Linked DNA regions of Sus scrofa: regions 1, 2, 4 and 5 are each linked to region 3. Evidence: chromatin contacts called from public Hi-C, HiChIP or PLAC-seq and promoter capture Hi-C data. All regions are on one chromosome and are shown on one strand. Each heading gives the region's core, a stretch centred on a gene start, on an enhancer-like site or on the middle of the called end of the contact. The rest is flanking DNA. Distances are from core to core; before and after follow the strand shown.

What was found. Promoter capture Hi-C pulls out the DNA fragments that hold promoters and counts their contacts. A called contact is a pair of places that touch in the nucleus more often than the background predicts. HiChIP or PLAC-seq counts read pairs in DNA pulled down with a chosen protein or histone mark.
Region 1: a contact with region 3 is called in a promoter capture Hi-C map of fetal liver, with 2.2 times the contacts expected there. The contact joins the promoter of CUEDC2 here to the promoter of PPRC1 in region 3. A contact is called at or near these places in 2 of 5 promoter capture datasets (fetal liver and liver) and 2 of 2 datasets of contacts at active chromatin or transcription factors (alveolar macrophages and skeletal muscle).
Region 2: an H3K27ac HiChIP or PLAC-seq map of alveolar macrophages shows a contact between it and region 3. The contact joins the promoter of NFKB2 here to the promoter of PPRC1 in region 3. A contact is called at or near these places in 1 of 5 promoter capture datasets (fetal liver), 1 of 47 Hi-C or Micro-C datasets (skeletal muscle) and 2 of 2 datasets of contacts at active chromatin or transcription factors (alveolar macrophages and skeletal muscle).
Region 4: a Hi-C map of embryonic fibroblasts shows a contact between it and region 3, with 5 times the contacts expected there. The contact joins the promoter of MGEA5 here to the promoter of PPRC1 in region 3. A contact is called at or near these places in 2 of 5 promoter capture datasets (fetal liver and liver), 2 of 47 Hi-C or Micro-C datasets (embryonic fibroblasts and skeletal muscle) and 2 of 2 datasets of contacts at active chromatin or transcription factors (alveolar macrophages and skeletal muscle).
Region 5: a contact with region 3 is called in a promoter capture Hi-C map of liver, with 7 times the contacts expected there. The contact joins the promoter of ACTR1A here to the promoter of PPRC1 in region 3. A contact is called at or near these places in 1 of 5 promoter capture datasets (liver) and 2 of 2 datasets of contacts at active chromatin or transcription factors (alveolar macrophages and skeletal muscle).

The regions. Positions count from the first base shown.
Region 1 is chr14:113,441,455-113,445,031 of Sscrofa11.1, forward strand. It overlaps CUEDC2 (CUE domain-containing protein 2), which reads right to left and starts at 2,189. Exons shown (of 9, transcript XM_003483550.4): 1 at 2,032-2,189.
Region 2 is chr14:113,404,259-113,407,910 of Sscrofa11.1, forward strand. NFKB2 (nuclear factor NF-kappa-B p100 subunit) reads left to right here and starts at 2,154. Exons shown (of 23, transcript XM_021072746.1): 1 at 2,154-2,275; 2 at 3,534-3,631. The coding sequence starts at 3,611. LOC106506113 (a long non-coding RNA gene) reads right to left here and starts at 3,173. Exons shown (of 3, transcript XR_001301171.2): 1 at 2,651-3,173.
Region 3 is chr14:113,134,912-113,138,509 of Sscrofa11.1, forward strand. PPRC1 (peroxisome proliferator-activated receptor gamma coactivator-related protein 1) reads left to right here and starts at 2,101. Exons shown (of 16, transcript XM_021072738.1): 1 at 2,101-2,307. The coding sequence starts at 2,155.
Region 4 is chr14:112,848,886-112,852,539 of Sscrofa11.1, forward strand. It overlaps MGEA5 (protein O-GlcNAcase), which reads right to left and starts at 2,330. Exons shown (of 16, transcript XM_003483548.4): 1 at 1,693-2,330. The coding sequence starts at 1,891.
Region 5 is chr14:113,496,881-113,500,247 of Sscrofa11.1, forward strand. ACTR1A (alpha-centractin) reads right to left here and starts at 1,914. Exons shown (of 11, transcript XM_001928877.5): 1 at 1,734-1,914. The coding sequence starts at 1,781. SUFU (suppressor of fused homolog) reads left to right here and starts at 3,121. Exons shown (of 14, transcript XM_021072750.1): 1 at 3,121-3,367.

The sequences.
Region 1 (3,577 bases), core at 939-3,438, 310 kb after region 3:
GTGATGCTGCATGAAATCCCAGTTTCTAGGAGAGCAGCTCTCAAGGCTGTGTCCAATACCCCTAGGTTTCTAACCAAGGTCTGAGGGCCAGTGCATTTTTATTGGGAAACACCTCACTGTGCCCCAATAAAAGGTCTTCCTGCCCTGAGCTTTTGCTCTAGCTTGTTTTCTAAGGAAATAATATCCCCTTTCCTCCTGTTCTTGGGCTCCCCAAACTTTACCCAGTCTTCCAAGCTTGCCATTTTTCCTTTTTCTCCATCCCCCTAGGCCTCCTCAGCATTCCTTTCCTACCCAGAGGCTTCTTCTAATATTTCTCCCCCATAGTCCCCGAGTAGGGGAAGCTACAGCCTAAGCAGCCAGGATTCTCCAGGGTAAGAACCTGATTTTTTTTTTTTTTTTTGGCATACGGAAATTACCAGGCCAGGGAATGAACCTATGCCACAGCTGTTAACCAGAGCCACAGCAGTGATAATGCTGGAACCTTAACCCCCTGAGTCACCAGGGAACTCTGAAAATGATTTCAGTAAGGTTTTTTTTTTTTTTTTTTTTTTGTCTTTTGTCTTCTTAGGGCCGCACCTGAGGCATATGGAGGCTCCCAGGCTAGGGGTCGAATCAGAGCTGTAGCCGCCAGCCTATGCCAGAGCCACAGCAACACCAGATCTGAGCCACGTCTGCGAGCTACACCACAGTTCACGGCAACACCGGATCCTTAACCCACTGAGCAAGGCCAGGGATCGAACCCGCAACTTCATGGTTCCTAGTAGGATTCATTTCCACTGCACCATGAGGGGAGCTCCCCAATGAGATTTTTCAAATTCTAAATATGGACCACAGAACCCCGGGGCCTCCAAATCACGATTCTCTGGTTAGTGGCACATGTGAAATGTGTCTGTCATCCTGTCATGAGTCCTGTTTAAACACCTCTGATGATGGTAGTAATATTTAGTATTTATCAACTCTTTACAATCTGCCAGGGATTGTTCTATGCACTTTACATGTATTAACACCTAATCCTCACAATTACCCTAAAATTTAGATAGTAATATATCATATTATCCCATTTACACAAAAAGAAACAGAGGCACTGAGGGTCACAAAGTAAGTTAATGGCAGAGTTATACCAAGGCAGAACCCTCCTTGTTAACCACTATACTACACCACCTCTCAATGCAAACGGTCTCTCCTCAGCCTATATTCTGATCTTTCTCTCCTGCTTGTCTGGCCCTCTTGCCTACCTCAAGAATCTGTTCTTTCTCCCCACTCAGAATGTCTTTCCCTTTGCCTCTCACTCGGCAGGACTCACTTCCTCCCTGCAGTCAACCCTACTGCCCTATCCTCATTGCCTGAGAACATCCCCAGGACCAGGCACAGGCCTGGACTCTCCAGATGCTCCAAATAGAACCCTTGGGCAAAATGAAGTTAGACTAGGGGAAGGAGTACCATACTGTTCCCTTGGGGTGGGGAGGTGCCCAAGGTGGAGGGAGAGCACAAGGCGGTTTGGTAGGAGGAGTCCTGGAAGCAGCGTGGAAGAAGTCCTGGGGCATTCAGAGGGTCTAGAAACGAGGTCTTCACTGCTTTTCCCAGCCCCTGTGAAACCCAGCTCCTGGGGTCCTAGTCTCATAACACAGGTTCCAGACGACATCTCCTGACTCTCAAGTTAGGTCTTAGAGGTGCCAAGGACACCAAGGGGTATACAAGGGATTCCGGTATTCAAAGTCAGGCTGCAGTACAGGAAGTGGGATGATGGCCGACCCCTGAAGCAAGAGCTCCCTAAACAAGAGAGCAGTGTACCCGTAAGGGTCCAGAATAGCGGACCCGAGGGCAATGGGATGCGGTTGAGGCCCTGGGGACATATGAGGAGGGAGGCCCGAGCAAGCTGGGATGTGCCTTGATACAGGCCACAGCGAGAATCAGAGATGGGGGTCCGGCGGTCCCCGGGGGTACCGTGGGGAGACACACCGGACAGGTACCCTGGGTCAATGCTCTCCGAGACTCTCCTAGCCCTGGGTTGGGGCCTGGAGGGGAAATCACCTGCTCCGTCGGGCGCCGCCGGCGACTTGTCCCGCACGATGCAGCTCTCATCCCCCAGCCCCACCAACGAGATCAAAGGCGGGGCCCAGAGCGGTGTTTTTACACTAGCGCTGTGGTAGCCATTTTTAAGAAGGGCATTGCCCACAACTGGGCGGAGCTTCTGCACTCCCTTTCATTTGTCTCACGAATTTGGACGGGCTCCTGCGGCGACCATTTTTGTTGAGGGTAGGGAGGAGCTAAGCGTGGAGGTCCCGCCAGTGGGTGGAGTCTCAGCGACTGATTGAATCCGCGCCTACTTCCTTGTCAGCGGCGGGAGATGGAGAACATTTTGACCCCACCCAGTGTCTTCCCATCTGCAGTATTTCCTCGCCCCCAAGTCTCCGCCCTCAAGTCCTATAGCTACCCCACCACCACCCTTCTCTTTGTCTCTCCCGTCCTTCCACCCATGGAAAGACTCGTGGCTTCCCGGTTGGTTCTGGTGGCCCTGCACCTAGACCTGGTGTTCTTCCCCAAATCCCAGGGTCTCTCCCCTTTCGTGTCCAGTCCAGGTTCAAGCCCTGTCACCCATCGACTCCTAGGTCCTGACTTCCCCACCATATCTGTCTCCTTTGCATTCCCTTAACAGCGATGTCTCCCCAAGGTTAGGGTGTCTTCAGGGCTAGGAGCCTGTTTTGGAAAGGGGTGAGGAGGTGCTCTGAGTGAGGATCCACCTGAGCCCAGATCCAGGGTAGCCTGCAGGCCATGCCCACCCCCAGTGCCTTCATGCCTCTGTTGGCTGGGCTTCTCATATAGCACAGGACAGCTGAACGCCAGTACCCGGTAAGGCCTCAGCTTCCTCTTTCTGCTCCTGCTGCCACAGCTTCACTGTGCTACCCTATGGGGAAGCCCACAGCCTTCTCTCTCAGGAACCCTTCAGTGGTCATGAGGGTGAGTTCCCTTCAAGGATAAACTAGTGCATCACCAATCAGCAGGGATGAGTTCTTTTTCAGGGCTAGTCCCCTTGTGGGGTACTGGCGACCCAGAGACTGTTCTTACCCTCAGGAGCTCACAGTCCAAGGTAAAAAGTCCCATTCTCTCTTCCCTAAGGACAGAGGTGGTGCCAAAGCATGGAGAAAAAAGAGATCACTGCTCCTCTTCCAGTCCTGCTCCTCACTGCAATCTCCCACCTCCCCGCAGGATCCTCTGGCCTCAAAGTCAGCAAGATGTTGGTTGCTGGGGAGAGAGGCAGGAAAGGGGAGGCAGGAAGGAAGGAGGGAGCACCTTTGGCCTCATGTCTCCCATAAAAGCGCTGCTGCTGCCAGCCTGGCACTGCGGGGGTTAATGAAGGGTCGGGTGACAACCACTTTGAACTCTAGCCAAGCAGGCCCCTGGGAAGGGGGTGATGGGTAGCTGCCAGCCCTCTATAGATGTGGCCATTCTTCCCCTCCCCCAGCTCCCATCCCCCGCTTCCCCTTCATTGCACAACACTGATGACTCTTCTCTCCCTACCATCCCCATTACGGGAATTTTCAGGTTTCCTCAATAGAGTTGTCCCTAGTCCTGGCCC
Region 2 (3,652 bases), core at 904-3,403, 270 kb after region 3:
GCCCAGGAACTTTCAGATACCACAGGTACAACCAAAAAAAAAAAAAAAAGAAGACATAAATATAAGGAGTTCCCATCGTGGCTCAGAGGAAATGAATCTGTCTAGCATCCATGAGGACACAGGTTCAATCCCTGGCCTTGCTCAGTGGGTTAAGGATCTGGCATTTCTGTGAGCTGTGGTGTAGGTCGAAGATGTGGCTTAGATCCAGCATTGCTGTGGCTGTGGCATAGGCCAGCGGCTACAGCTCCGATTTCACCCCTAGCCTGGGAACCTCCATATGCCATAGGTGTGGCCCTAGAAAAGAAAAAACAAAAGACTTAAACATAAGACATGTCACCACAAAACACCTAGAAGAGACCACAGGTACAACATTCTCTGACATAAACCATACCAATGTTTTCTTAGGTCAGTATCCCCAGGCAGTAGAAATAAAAGCAGAAATAAAGAAATAGGACCTTACCAAACTTACAAACTTTTGCACAGCAAAGGAAACCATAAACAAAATGAAAAAACAACCCATAGAATGGGAGAAAATATTTGCAAATGATGTGATTGACAATGGCTTAATTTTCAAAATATACAAACAGCTCATACAATTCAATAACAAAAAACAAAACAAAACAAACTCAATCGAAAAATGGGCAGAAGACCTAAACAGACATTTCTCCAAAGAAGCCATATGGATGTCTTTCAATAGGCATGTGAAAAGATGCTCAACATTGCTAATTATTAGAGAAATGTAAATCAAAACTACAATGAGGTACCACCTCACACCGGTCAGAATGGCCATCATTAATAAGTCTACAAATAGTAAATGCTGGAGGTGATGTGGAGAAAAGGGAACCCTCCTACACCTTTGGTAGGAATATAAATTGTTACAACCACTATGGAAAACAGTATGGAGGTTCCTCAGAAAACTAAATACAGAACTCCCATATGATCCAGCAATCCCACTCCTGGACATATATCCAGACAAAGTTTTCATTCAAAAAGATACATGCATATAAAAAAATAAAAGATACATGCACCCCTAGGTTCATTGCAGTACTATTCACAATAGCCAAGACGTGGAAACAACCAAAGTGTCCATCGACATGGATGGATTAAGATGTGGTGCATATATACAATGAAATACTACTCAGCCATAAAAGAGAACGAAATAATACCATTTGCAGCAACATGGATGCAACTAGAAATTCTTATACTAAGTGAAGTAAGTCAGAAAGAGAAAGACAAATACCATATGACATCAATTACGTGGAATCTAAAATATGGCAAATATCTACAAAACAAAAACAGACTCACAGACATAGAGATCAGACCTGTGGTTATCAAGGGGGAGGGAGGAAGCAGTAAGATGGACGAGGAGGGAGTAGCAGACACTGCAAACAGTACAAAAGATAATTTTCTACTCTGGCGAAGTTTGAACTAATTTTGGATGGCTTTTCTATTCTGATATTCCAAATCTCTGTGAATGATGAACAAGGCCTGAGTCTCCCAGATAAACACCTCGTTTCTCTTACCCAACGCGGAGCTCCTGATCAGGTCTGAAAGTTTGCCCCCCACCCCGCAAAAAAAAAAAAAACAAAAAACAAAAAACTTTATAGAACAAGTTTTAGGTCCAGATTGCCTCTTCCAGGGAAGACTGAGATTACGGAGTCTCCTCGAGGCTCCAGAGCGGCCACCAGATGGCGCTCTGGCACCAACTGCAAATCAACTTCCTTCCTCTTCCCCTAACTCTTCCCGGCAGCGGGGCCCCCGCTCGAAGCGAGGGACCAGAGGGCTGGGTCCCTCCAGCTTCCCCTTGGGATTCCCCGGCTTCTGAGGTGGCCAAGCATTAGATGCAACATAAGCTGAGTAGCAGCAGGGGCTGCCAGCCGGCTGGGACAGGCCAGGGTAAGAGAGGAGACCGGAGCCGCGGTCCTCGGCTGGGGAATGGCGCTGGGTCAGCGGATCCCGCAGCAGGCTGGTCCCTAGGACAAAACTCACACCTGATTGAGGGCCATCCTCACTCTCGCTTCGCGCGCTGAGCAAATATTTCCCCTCTAAGGGGCGCGCCTGAGTCACTTGCGATTGGTTACTCGAGTCCGGAGTTAAACTTTCAGCCAATGAAAAACGGCATGGGGAGTGACGCACGGAAACGTCACGGGAATTCCCCCCTCCTGGGGCGGAAAAGGGGCTTTCCCGGCTGGAGTCCTGGTAGCTGGAAAGGTGTCGCGACCCGTCCGGGGTGGGTCGGGCCGGGAGAGAATCCGGAACCTGAGCCGCCGCAGCGGTGAGTGGCCGGGTTCAGACCCCTGGGTGGCAGGACACGGGGAAGGGCGGGAGGAGGACCCTTAGCTGACCGAGCCCAAGGGCTGAAGAGAGGCGTCTGCACACTCACAGAGAGCACGCACACGATCAAGATACACGCATACACACTGATGTCCTTGTATAAAGACAGGCGGGCCGTTTGTTACACCTTCACATATGCCGGCGTGTGCACAGCACTATCCATGCAGACTCGCTCACACAAGGACCCGCAAAACACGCACACCGTGCACAGGTGCCTGGACCCATACCCTTCACGCACAAACTCGAAGATGTGTTCACCTGTGCTCTTACATACATGCTCAGATGTTTCCGCACTGAGAAGTTTAAGGACACTCACCTGTATACGCATGTTCAAGCCATGAACACACAACACGCAAGCACATGGGCCGAAACACACTTGTACACCTATGATGCAGATGCATACATGTATTACACACGGCTTTGGGACTGGGGCGTAGGGCGTAGGCAGCCAGAGTAGGTGCAGTGTGGGAATTAACGGCTGTTGAGATGTTTTCGGGAGGGGTAACAGGGGAGCCCATCCCAAGGAGACCCTTTCCTTCCCCCGCCCCAGGGCCCCAGAGACCAGTTATCCGGGCAGAGCCCCGGGGCCCCTCACTGGGAAGAGCCCCCACCTACAGGCCTTCGGGGAGTAGGCCTTCCTACTGCAGGAATGTCCCCCCAAAAGCCCCCAGGGTGATTCAGCCGTGGCCTCACTCGGGGTAGAAAATCCCAAGGTTGCTCCAGGACGGGGGAGGGAAGGAGGCGGACCTGACCCCGTACTAGGAGCCTCCCCCAGCTTTGAAAGACCCTCCCGTCCCCGGCGCCTGCCCTGGAGGGAGGAGGAAGGGGTGCCCAGCCCCGCGGGACCTTCCCAGCATCTGGTAGCCCCTCGACTTCGCGGAGACGCTGCGGGCGCTAGCAAGCCAACTGAGACCTTGAGCCCCTCCCGTCTCGGGGGCGTGGCCAGTGCGTCATTTCCAGGCCCGCCCCCTCCGGCCCCGCCTCCCCCTGGTATTTTCGGGACTTTCCTAAGCTGTTCTAACTTTCCTGCCCTTCCCCGGCCCAGCCCAGCTCCGGATCTTGCCCTCCACCGGATCTTGCCCGCCACACCCGGACGGGTGGCTGGAGATCAGACCCTCCCCTAAATCCAGGCCCCCCCTTTCCCCCCAACTCCCGTCCTGATCTTTCTCTCCCAACCCCTCCACTCCTCCCCACCTAAGGCGGGCGCCTGAAACTCCGGGGAAACAGCACCCGGCCGGCCGGAGCCACCGGACAGAGCTGGGCCTAGCCCAGAGACATGGACAGTTGCTACGACCCAGTGAGTCACTTTGCCTGGCCC
Region 3 (3,598 bases), core at 851-3,350:
AATCACAAGATGAATGGACAAAGGAAATATGATACACACACACACACACACACACACACACACACACACACACACACACAATGGAATACCACTCAGTCATAAAAGAGTGAAATAATGCCATTTGCACTAACAGAGATGGACCCAGAGGTTATCATACTAAGTGAACTCAGAAAAAAATAAATACCAGAGTTCTTGATGTGGTGCAGGGGAAATGAATCTGACTGGTATCCATGAGGATGTGGGTTGGATCCCTGGCCTTGCTCAGCGGGTCAGGCATCTGGTGTTTCTGTGAACTGTGGTGTAGGTCACAGACAAGGCTTGGATCCTCAGTTGCTATGGCATAGGCTGACAGCTGTGGCTCCAATTTGATCCCAAGCCTCGATTGTGGGTTGGGGATCTAGCATTGCCGTGAGCTGTGATGCAGTTCACAGACTGGGCTCGGATCGAGCATTGCTGTGGCTGTGGTGTAGGCCCAAAGCTGTAGCTCCAATTCGATCCCTAGCCTGAGAACTTCCATACGCCACAAGTGCGGCCCTAAAAGCAAAAAGCAAAAAAAAAAAAAAAAAAAAAGACACAAATCAACATATTTATGAAACAAAATCAGACTTACAGATACAGAGAACAGACTTGTGGTTGCCAAAGGGGAAGGTGGGTGGGGGAGAGGAAGATTGAGAGTTTGGAATTAGCAGATGCAAAGTCTTATATATGTGATGGATAAATACTGTATAGCACAGGGAACTATACTCAATATCCTGTGATAAACCATAATGGGAAAGAATACGAAAAACTATTATGTATAACTGAGTCACTTTGTCATACAGCAGAAATTAACAATATAAATCAACTATACCTCAATACTTTTTTTTTTTTTTTTGTCTTTTTGCCATTTCTTGGGCCGCTCCCGCAGCACATGGAGGTTCCCAGGCTAGGGGTCCAATCGGAGCTGTAGCCGCCGGCCTACGCCAGAGCCACAGCAACGCGGGATCCGAACCTGCAACCTCATGGTTCCTAGTTGGATTTGTTTCCGCTGTGCCACCACAGGGAACTCCAGGCCAAGTATATTTCATACTTAAATAGTTTTATACTCTTTGACATGGTTTTTAAAAACGTCTGTAATACAAAACTTTAAAAAAAAATATAATGATGGAGTTCCCGTCGTGGCGCAGTGGTTAACAAATCCGACATGGAACCATGAGGTTGCGGGTTCGGTCCCTGCCCTTGCTCAGTGGGTTAACGATCTGGCGTTGCCGTTAGCTGTGGTGTAGGTCACAGACGCGGCTCGGATCCCACATTGCTGTGGCTCTGGCATAGGCCGGCAACCGTAGCTCTGATGTGGACCCCTAGCCTGGGAACTTCCATATGCCGCGGAAGTGGCCCAAAGAAATAGCAAAAAGACAAAAAAAAAAAAAAATGATGGACTGCAGATATACAAAGAGGTATCACGGTTGGCTGGGATGACCAAAAAGGCTTTCCCGGATAAAATAGGGCATCAAAGATATTTCAAGATTCAAGTATTCCAGACAGGAAAACAAGGCAAGAGAATATCTGTTGCCTTGGAGGACAGCAAGATGATCTGCAGCAGCAGGAAGAAAATTTGTAATGAAAGTCAACGTGAATTTCTGAGTATCTCTAAGAGAAGCTACTCTGAGGGTAGCTCTGAGAGAAGTTTAAGGTTAAACTCCCAATACTGCAGCAGTGTATAAGATGAGATTTAGCTCCTGGCATTTGGGTGCCCACGAGGGGGTGCTGTTTCAAAACACAGGCCCACTTCGACTAAGGTGAAACGGAATGAACAGCAGGTAAAACGTCAGACCAAAAAAGGCATTCCGACATTTGGACATGTAAGGAAAATAAGATGTGCACATATTAGTTCTATTATTACCTCCCGCTCCCCACCAGGTCTCTCCGCGCAATACAAAACTATACAGTATGCCTATAGCACGTGCCACTTGGACTTCTGCTGAAGGCGACTACTACTCCCAGGCTCCCTCGCGAGGCTAGTGCCCTCTTCCTCTGTGCAAGCCGGTATCCCCGCTCGGTCTTCTGGGATTCGTAGTCTTGCAGTGTCTCTCGGGAGTTGTAGTTCCCTTCCCACAATCGGCTGGGCGAGGCGGCGCCGGCAATCAGAGCTGCGCTGGGTGTTCAGGGGCCAAGATGGCGGCGCGCCGGGCACGGAGAGACGGAGTCGCGCCGCCTCCGAGTGGGGGCCCCGGCCCCGACCCTGGCGGTGGGGTACGCAGCAGCGGTTGGGGGAGTCGGAGCCAAGCGCCGTATGGCACTGTGGGTGCTGTGAGCAGCGGGGAGCAGGTGAGAGACTGGCGGGCGGCCCGGGGCTGGCAGCAGAGCGGCGTGTGCCGGGCGGTGACACGTGGACGCCACAGGAAAAGGGAAGAAGCGTTCGGGAGTCGATGCCGGGTCGCTCGCTACAGGAGACGGGTCGGACCGAGCAGACCTGGGTCTGCTGGGAGGATGCGGACAGAGGCAGGGTCCTTAAGGCCATTCCTCCGGAACGCCAGAGGGGCAGAGCCGGGTGTCGGAAACATGGCCCGTGGTGGTGGGGGGGAGGTCAAGGATTCGTACTTGGAGTCATAGAGTAAGACCTCCTTCTTGGGATCCTTAGTGGGGGTGCCCTCAGCCCAGCGCCGCAGTACCTTTCGGAGCCACGTGGGGTGGGGGGAGCGATTTTCCCGGGAGAACTTGTCTGCTACCCCTCCCCCTCGAGGCGGCCCCGACACCCACGTGGGTTAGACGGGGGGGGGGGGCGCCGGCAGCGGGTCCACGTGGGGGCGGGGAAGGGATGTCCACGTGGCTCCCGCTCCCGGCTGCCGGGCATCTAGTATCTGCGCTGGAGCCGCACTGCCGGGAACTGGGTGTGTCTCGGTCAGTCCCGCCATCTCCTGTCGGGACTGGGGACCCCAGGCTGGGAAGGAAGGTAGGGGTTTCTAGAATCAACGTTGCCTAGAGCCTTGGAGCAGTTTTTTTTTTCCTTTTGCTTTGGTATGGGTTGCCTGATGTGCGGATGGTGAAGGACTTTCCAGATGTGCGGGTAGTCCTTGGGTAGTTTCTTGCGGAGGGCGGAGTGTGTTAGGGAGGGTAGAGGGTTGAGTTTGGAGGGCCGTGGAGTGAGCTTGGGGCGGCTTCTGCCTGACCGGCTTGGGGTGGGTTGTGAGTCATGGGCACTGGCATTTTGATTGCCTGCAGTCCTGTCTCAGTCGTGATTTAAGGGGCATGAGGAGTGTCAACATTTACATGGGACAGGCTGAAGTAAGGGAAAGAATCCTCTCTCCTTCCCTTACTTCTTCCTCCAGCATCTCTTGGGGAGGCAGCTAAGGCCTGCTCCTGTGCCTTGACACATACATATTGAAATGGTCTGTTAAGCGTCTCTGGAATTTTTCCTGGGGAAAGCAAAACTTGGAGGGGATTTGAGAACAGTTCACACTAGTTGAATGTTTATTGAATGGGGAGAAGTCACATTCTCTTTTCTTGGCCTCCAGTTCTTAAAAGTGTTATCGTCCCACTTTTTAACAGCACTTCTTAAAGGTTCCCACCCAGAGTGGAGGTGGGCAAGACTTAGAGCTGTTATCTCTCTTAAGCAATT
Region 4 (3,654 bases), core at 1,080-3,579, 290 kb before region 3:
ACTAACTTAAAACCAAAATTTCTGAAATGTAACAATGCACTCAGTAACAGAATGGTTACTCTACACCACAAAGTCAATGACAGGCCAAAGAAAAATTCCCTACATACTAATGTATGAAACTGTAGCACTTTCAATCTTGACAATTCAATGTTACTCTTACAGGTAATTTCAAATACTAGGTAAATTTTACAAGTCTTTATAGCTTTCCCACAACCCTTAGCATTAACATTTTTCTCTTAAGGAGCTAGCCATTGAACATTCCTTTAGAGGTGCTTCAACATTTTATTTTTTGTACATTTATTATTATTAAATATAGTTGACTTACAAAGCTTCTACATTAAATTTTTTTTCAACTGTCCAACATTTTAATCTTCAGAAGCCCTAAAGTTGCTCTTTTAGAGTCAGATTCATGGTTTCATCAATTGGCACCACAAAGAGGAAGCAATGCTGTTAGACAACAGTTAAAAATCATGTTTTCATAAACACCAACTCTAGTCAAATACATAAGTAGTTTTCCCCAAAATTTCGCAAGACAGTTAAAACTTTACTGAACTGTTTCATCCCTTACCATAGATGCAAATTAGTCTGCTCTTTCCTACAATTAAACTTTATCTGAAATACCATAACCACCACTCATTTTTCAAACTCATCTTTCACCACTCTATGCCAAAGCTCTCAACTGAGAAAACAAACCTTCTTTCCGTTTCCACGTTTTTATAGAGACCATTTTTTTTTTAACAGTGCTACTCTTATGCATACCATTACATACAGTAGACAACTAATAAAGTATACAGCTAGGAAACACTGGGTCAGACAAAATACTTCCTAAATTCAAATACATGCTGCACTCCAGGGGAAAAAAAAAAAGAAACTTATTGATGCTTCCATAGAATGCAGAGCAGAACATTTGTCCATTACATTCACAAATTGTGATGCAATCTTCTGCTCATTCTCTCCAGCCCCCCCGAAGAAAAGTCCATCATTCTTTTTAAAGGGAAATGGAAAGGAATAAGGTGAGAAGGGCAATTTTAAATCTCCTCTGCAGTCACTAAACCAAAATTCTGTTATCTCAGATATTATTAAAATCAAAGCTTCATCCTTCAGAGGCAAGGCACAGCAGCTGGCAAATGGCAGCTTTCTAGGCTGCAAATAAATCTCCAAAGCGTGAGGGGTAGAGACTGGCCAGCAAAGCTCTAACCAAAAAGCAATGTGTAAAACTATATAACCCAACGGTGCTTCTCTTCCCTCCACGACAACTATCACACCTGTACGGGTAGTCTTTTTCCCAAAGGGTGGGGACAGCAACACTATACACGTCTTTCCGTGTGAACCCAAACCATCGTAGGGAATAAGATCCCAAGATACAAAGATGTATATATAACTCAGAGCCTAAGACTAGGCTCCTTACGCCGCCTCCGTTGGAGCATGCCTGGCTCCAAGCCCAAAGCGGGTGGGGTCAGAATTGTTAATAGCCAGAGGGCAACTCGACGCCGCCTGAGAACCCGAGACCAGCTCTCCGTCTCCCCTCTCCCCTCGTTTCAGCAAGGTCACATTTCAGATCCAAAGAATAATCTCCTTTTAGAGCCCCCTCTAAAACACTGCCGCCACCTGCCTCACGAGAAAAGAACGTGTTAGAACTAGAGCGAAGAGGGAGGAAGGGCGCTCTTGCCCAGCCCGCGCCAGACCGCTCACCTTCCACCACGCCACATAGGAACCTCCGAGCCCCGCCTGCCGCCCCGGCCACCACGGCTCCCCCGGCCCCGGTTGGATTGTCTTCTCCGGGGGCTGGAGCTGCAGGCGGCTCCAACGATGACCCCGCGGAGGCGGCAGGATTGGAGTTGAGCTCGCTCTCCCGTTCCTCCAGCGCCGCCTGGCTCTCCTTCTGCACCATCCTCCTGCCCCTGGCCGCCGCCACCTCTGCAGGTCCTCCTCGGCCTCCGTCCGTTGGGCCGCCGGCCCGGAGCCCTACAGAGGGCCTCGGCTCCAAGCGCGCGCCCCTCCGGTTCCTTCCCCTCCCCCCCTCTGCCCTTCCCCCTCCCTCTCCGCAGAGACCCGAATGCCCGGATGAGAAGGGCGGCGGCACCAGCGCGAGCCCTTTGTCAGCCGCTGCCTCAGCCTAAACTGGCGAGTCGGAAACCTAAGCGGAGAACGAAGCCGCGACCTCTCGTTCCCTGGACCAAGGCCCCTTTTCTCGTTCTCAGTTAGCTTCCGACGCCCTTCGGATAATCCTAGTTCTTTCGCTACCTCCTCCCGAAGCCCCTGTGTCTCCTCTGCCGCCGCCTATACCACCCGCTTCCTGTTTATCCGCACTGCGCCTGCGCTGGAGACCGGCTCAGACCGGTCCCTTCAGCCCGGATCCCCCTCCTTCTTTTGGGCCAGCCTATTGAGCTCCATTCGGTAGGGGGAAGTGGAACAGAAAAGACACCAAAAGCAGAAGGTAATGAAGGTAGTGGAATGTACCATTTAGGCTAGCCACCCTCCAGAACGAGCCAGGCGCCCTGGAACGGACCATTACCCCACCCGAAGAAGGGGAGTATGGGAGGAGGCTGCACCCGGTCGGGGCAATAAGACCAGGGCGGGGCGGGGGTGGGGGAAGAAGGTGGAAAAAAAAAAAAAAAGTGTTTACTCTCTCAATGCGCAGGCGCGGAAACGAAGCCTCTGGTTCTTAAAGAGATAGAAAGAAACTGACCTATTTTCTACAGATATTCTTCTAATGAGTTGGCTCATTACATCAACCCGACCCAGACTCGGTTTTGTGAAGACAGCACTCCAAGAAGCTCAGCTCACCCCTCTGCCTTGAAACATTTCCCCCTTCAGGTTGGCACTGACCCCTTTTAAAAATTAGATCATTCGTTCATTCCTTCATTCGGCAGACACCAATTGAGCTTGCCTCATGCTGGCCTCTTGGGCTCCTGTGAGCTCACAATTTGGTGGTACAGGCAAACGAGTACACACACTGTCTCCACACGTTGTACCCAAGTGATGTGGAAACTCCGAGAAGAGACCAATTTCATCTTCCTTTTGGGGAGAGGCAGTGGCCATGGCTTCACTTTTGAGCTGGGTCAAAAAGGATAAATAGGAGTTAGCCAGACCGAGTTGGGGTGAAGAGAAGAGAAAAGGGCACTCTAGGCATGTGGAAGAGAGTACAAGTGTAGGGAGGGGGAAAAAGGCCTGGCCCTTTGGGAAATGGGGAGTGTGGAGTGTGTGTAAGGGAGAAGTGAGGGCCCTTGGGCCTCAGTATAAACATCGTTTCCTTGGGAAAGCCTTCCCTCAACCCTCAGTGGGCTTGGGTCCCCTTGCTATATTTCTCAGCTCCCTTTGGTTCCGTCATAATGCACTTGATTTGAGAGAGCTGCAGCAACATGCGAGGTATAAATGTGAAATAAGCTCTCGATCTGATTATTAAGACTTGGTATTATTGTTCATCTTATACTTCAGTCTCACGCTAGACTCCTCCAGGGGTAGCCCAACTTGTAGCTCCACAGAGTCTTACAGTCTCTCTTCTTTTTCTTCCTAAAGTGTTGAGATGGAGGTTAGGAGCAAACATTTTCTCAGGGGATCTCCTGTGATGACACCTTGGGGCCATAGTAACTTCACTGGATATAATGGTCCTTTGGGGGATCTGGAAATTATCATTCTAGCTCACCCCACCTC
Region 5 (3,367 bases), core at 664-3,163, 360 kb after region 3:
GAGGTCTCTCACTGAGCTCAACCTCCTTCCTAAAGAGAAGGAAAGCTAACTAACCAAAAAGCATCTTTCATTGGAAAAAATGAGGAATTTAGAACCCAGTCTTAATCTGAGTCTTGGCACCTCAACTCATAACCCAGCTGGTTTGAATACTGTTTGTTATTTAACCTCCCCAAGCCTCATTTTTCTTCATATTTCAATTGGGACTAGTAAGCCCTAACTACCTATCAGAGTTGAAGCCTAAAGAAGATTCAGGAGTTCCTGTCTAGGGAAAACGAATCTGAATAGCATCCATGAGGATGCAGGTTGGATCCCTGGCCTGGCTCAGTGGGTTAAGGATCCGGCTTGCGTGAGCTGTGGTGTAGGTCGCAGATGCAGCTCTGATCCCAGCATTGTCATGGCTGTGGTGTAGGCCAGCAGCTACAGCTCCTATTCAGCCACTAGCCTAGGAACCTCCATCTGCCGCAGGTCGGCCCTAAAAAGACACACACACAAAAGATGATGCAAGTTAAAGGACCTTGCAACGTGCCAAAGATCCCAAGGGCTGAATCAGCAGAGTGAATGTGACAGTCAGCTTAGGACAAAGGAAACTGGCAATTGTGCCTCAATGGAGGGACTTAGAAGAGGAACAGAAAGGTATCAACCCAACCTTTCCGTGGAAAGACAGAAATTCAGTTTTATACAACTGCTTCTCTCCGCCAAAAATAAGAGCAGTATTTAGATTCTTTCCATTTGTCACTATTGATGCACCTGCATGGGTACTAGCAAGAAGAATAGCGGATAAAGCACTGGATTTAGGGCACCACTACTGTGCGACCTTGGGCTCACTTCACCTCTTCGCGCTTCAGTTTTCTCATTCGTAAAACGAGGATCAAACGTCCTGCTTTAACTATCCACCTCAAATTGGTGAGGATCCAATTTGAATGCATGTGAAACCCCTGTGTAAGCGCTACAGCGCCTGGCAAATACGTTTAGTTATTTTTTTTTCCACAGCAACTAGGCGTTTCGAAGAGAAAGGTAACCCCCTACTTGCTTTGTCACTCCCCTTTCTTCTCAACATTTATTAACGTTGTAATTTAAAATCACAGAAATAACTGAAATCCTAAGGCCATTTCTGGCACCACACATTCGAGCCCCACCCAAACATACCGCCAAGCCGCGGGCCCGTCTGGGGACCGAAGGAAGCTTAGCCCTTCTCCACTCCCGGGCGGGCCCTAGCGGGTCAGGCCCCACCACTCCGAGGCCCCGAAACCAATCCCCACGGCCCTCGAGCGCCGCCCCGCCCCTTAAAGGGGGGAAATACTATGGCGGCCGGGAAGAAAGGCAGGAGAGCGAGCCAATCACTGCAGAGGGCTGCCCTCATCCGGCAAGGCCCAGAGGCGGGGTCATTGGCCAAGATGGACAGCCAGAACAGCCTATAGAGTTATCGGAAGCTGGGACGGGGCGGACGCCGGGCTCTCACAGAGAGGTTAAGGCCCCTCTAGCCAGGGGCCCAAGGACCCGGCTCGGACTATAACCCTTCCCTTTATCCATCCCAGGGTTCTCCATCCCATGCTTGATGGCCGGCTGGCCCGCCCTGCCTGTGGATTACGGGTCGGGGGAGGAAGGAGGCGGCGGCGGCTGAACCCGCCTGACAGGCCGGGCCAGTGACAAAGAACCGGCGGCCCAGGCTGAAACCCGGGAAGCGATCCCTTCGAGGAGGAGAGCATAAGTCCCTCTAGGGGGATGCAACTCACGTTGTCGATCACGACAGGCTGGTTGGCGATCACATCGTAGGACTCCATGGCAGAGGAATCTCTCCTTCCGAGGAAGGAACTGCCAGACCGGTCTGCCGCTAACGCCACTGAAACGCATGCGCAGTCTGGCCTCCAGTACCGGACGGCCAGGGAGCGGCCCGACCTCGCTTTCGAAGAACTACAATACCCAGAAGGCTCTGCATTGTATTTAGCTGCTTCGGAGCCCCGCCTAGTGTAAGTGACACGGCATCGCGTTTCCGGCGCACGGTGTGTTGGGCTTTGTAGTCTCTATAGATTAAATAGAAAGGGACGCTGATTGCATTGCCTACCAGAATCTGTAGTCCATTGGGAGGGATTCCCAGTGCCTCCTGAAGTATGTAGTATTTGTCTGTAGTTCGGTTTGGATTGATCAGTAACTTGTGGATGTTTGGCTTTTACAGATCAGTCCTGCCACTCTCCACCACTTCCCCTGGACAACGTAAGGTTGCCATATTTTTATATGGGTCTATAAGACATTAACAAACATATATCATGGAGTTCCCATCGTGGCGCAGTGGTTAACGAATCCGACTAGGAACCATGAGGTTGCGGGTTCGATCCCTGCCCTTGCTCAGTGGGTTAACGATCCAGCGTTGCCGTGAGCTGTGGTGTAGGTCGCAGACGCGGCTCGGATCCCGCGTTGCTGTGGCTCTGGCGTAGGCCGGTGGCTACAGCTCTGATTGGACCCCTAGCCTGGGAACCTCCATATGCCGCGGGAGCGGCCCAAGAAATAGCAACAACAACAACAAAAAAAAAGCCAAAAAAAAAAAAAAAAAAAAAAAAAAAAACAAACATATATCACTATAGCACTCTAATAAAAGTAACTTCTAATACACACAAATACACAGGGAGGAACATATTCAGAGAATAGAGGAAAGTAGTTTAAATTACATAAAATTTGCTTTTGCGGTAAAAGAACATTTTTGTTGATTTTTGCATTTTTTTCCTGGATAGTTGTAATGCAACATGCTAACATTGATCTAAAGACTGGCATTTGGCGCTACTGGTATAGATGATATTTTGGCCATTAAAACGACGTTCATCTTCCAGCTTCAGGAACTGCTCTAGCATATCTTTAATTTTCATAAGGATTCACATTGATGAATGAGAAAATGGAAGCGAAAAGAGGTTCTATTTTTTTCTTCCTTTCTTTTTTTTTTTTTTGGTCTTTTCAGCGCCGCACTCGCGGCATGTGAACGTTCCCAGGCTGGGGGTTGAATTGGAGCTGTAGCTGCCAGCCTATTTCACAGCCACAGCAACCCAGGATCCGAGCCCAGTCTGTGATCTACGCCACAGCTCACGGCAACACCAGATCCTTAACCCACTGACCAAGGTCAGGGATCGAACCCGAGTCCTCATGGATACTAGTCGGGCTCGTTAACCAGTGAGCCACGACGGGAACTCCATCACTGCTTTCTAATTGAGCCCAGTGTCTAGAGTATTTCCTCCCGCCCTTCAAGTTGCAAGGACCCTTTAGTTAATAGTCCTGACCCTTTAGTCAGGATATTTAATCGATCCTAATTTATCTAAGTCCTGTTACTTTCTAGCAGAAATTCAAAATAGATATTTCAACATATGACCCTCGAGTTTGGCGG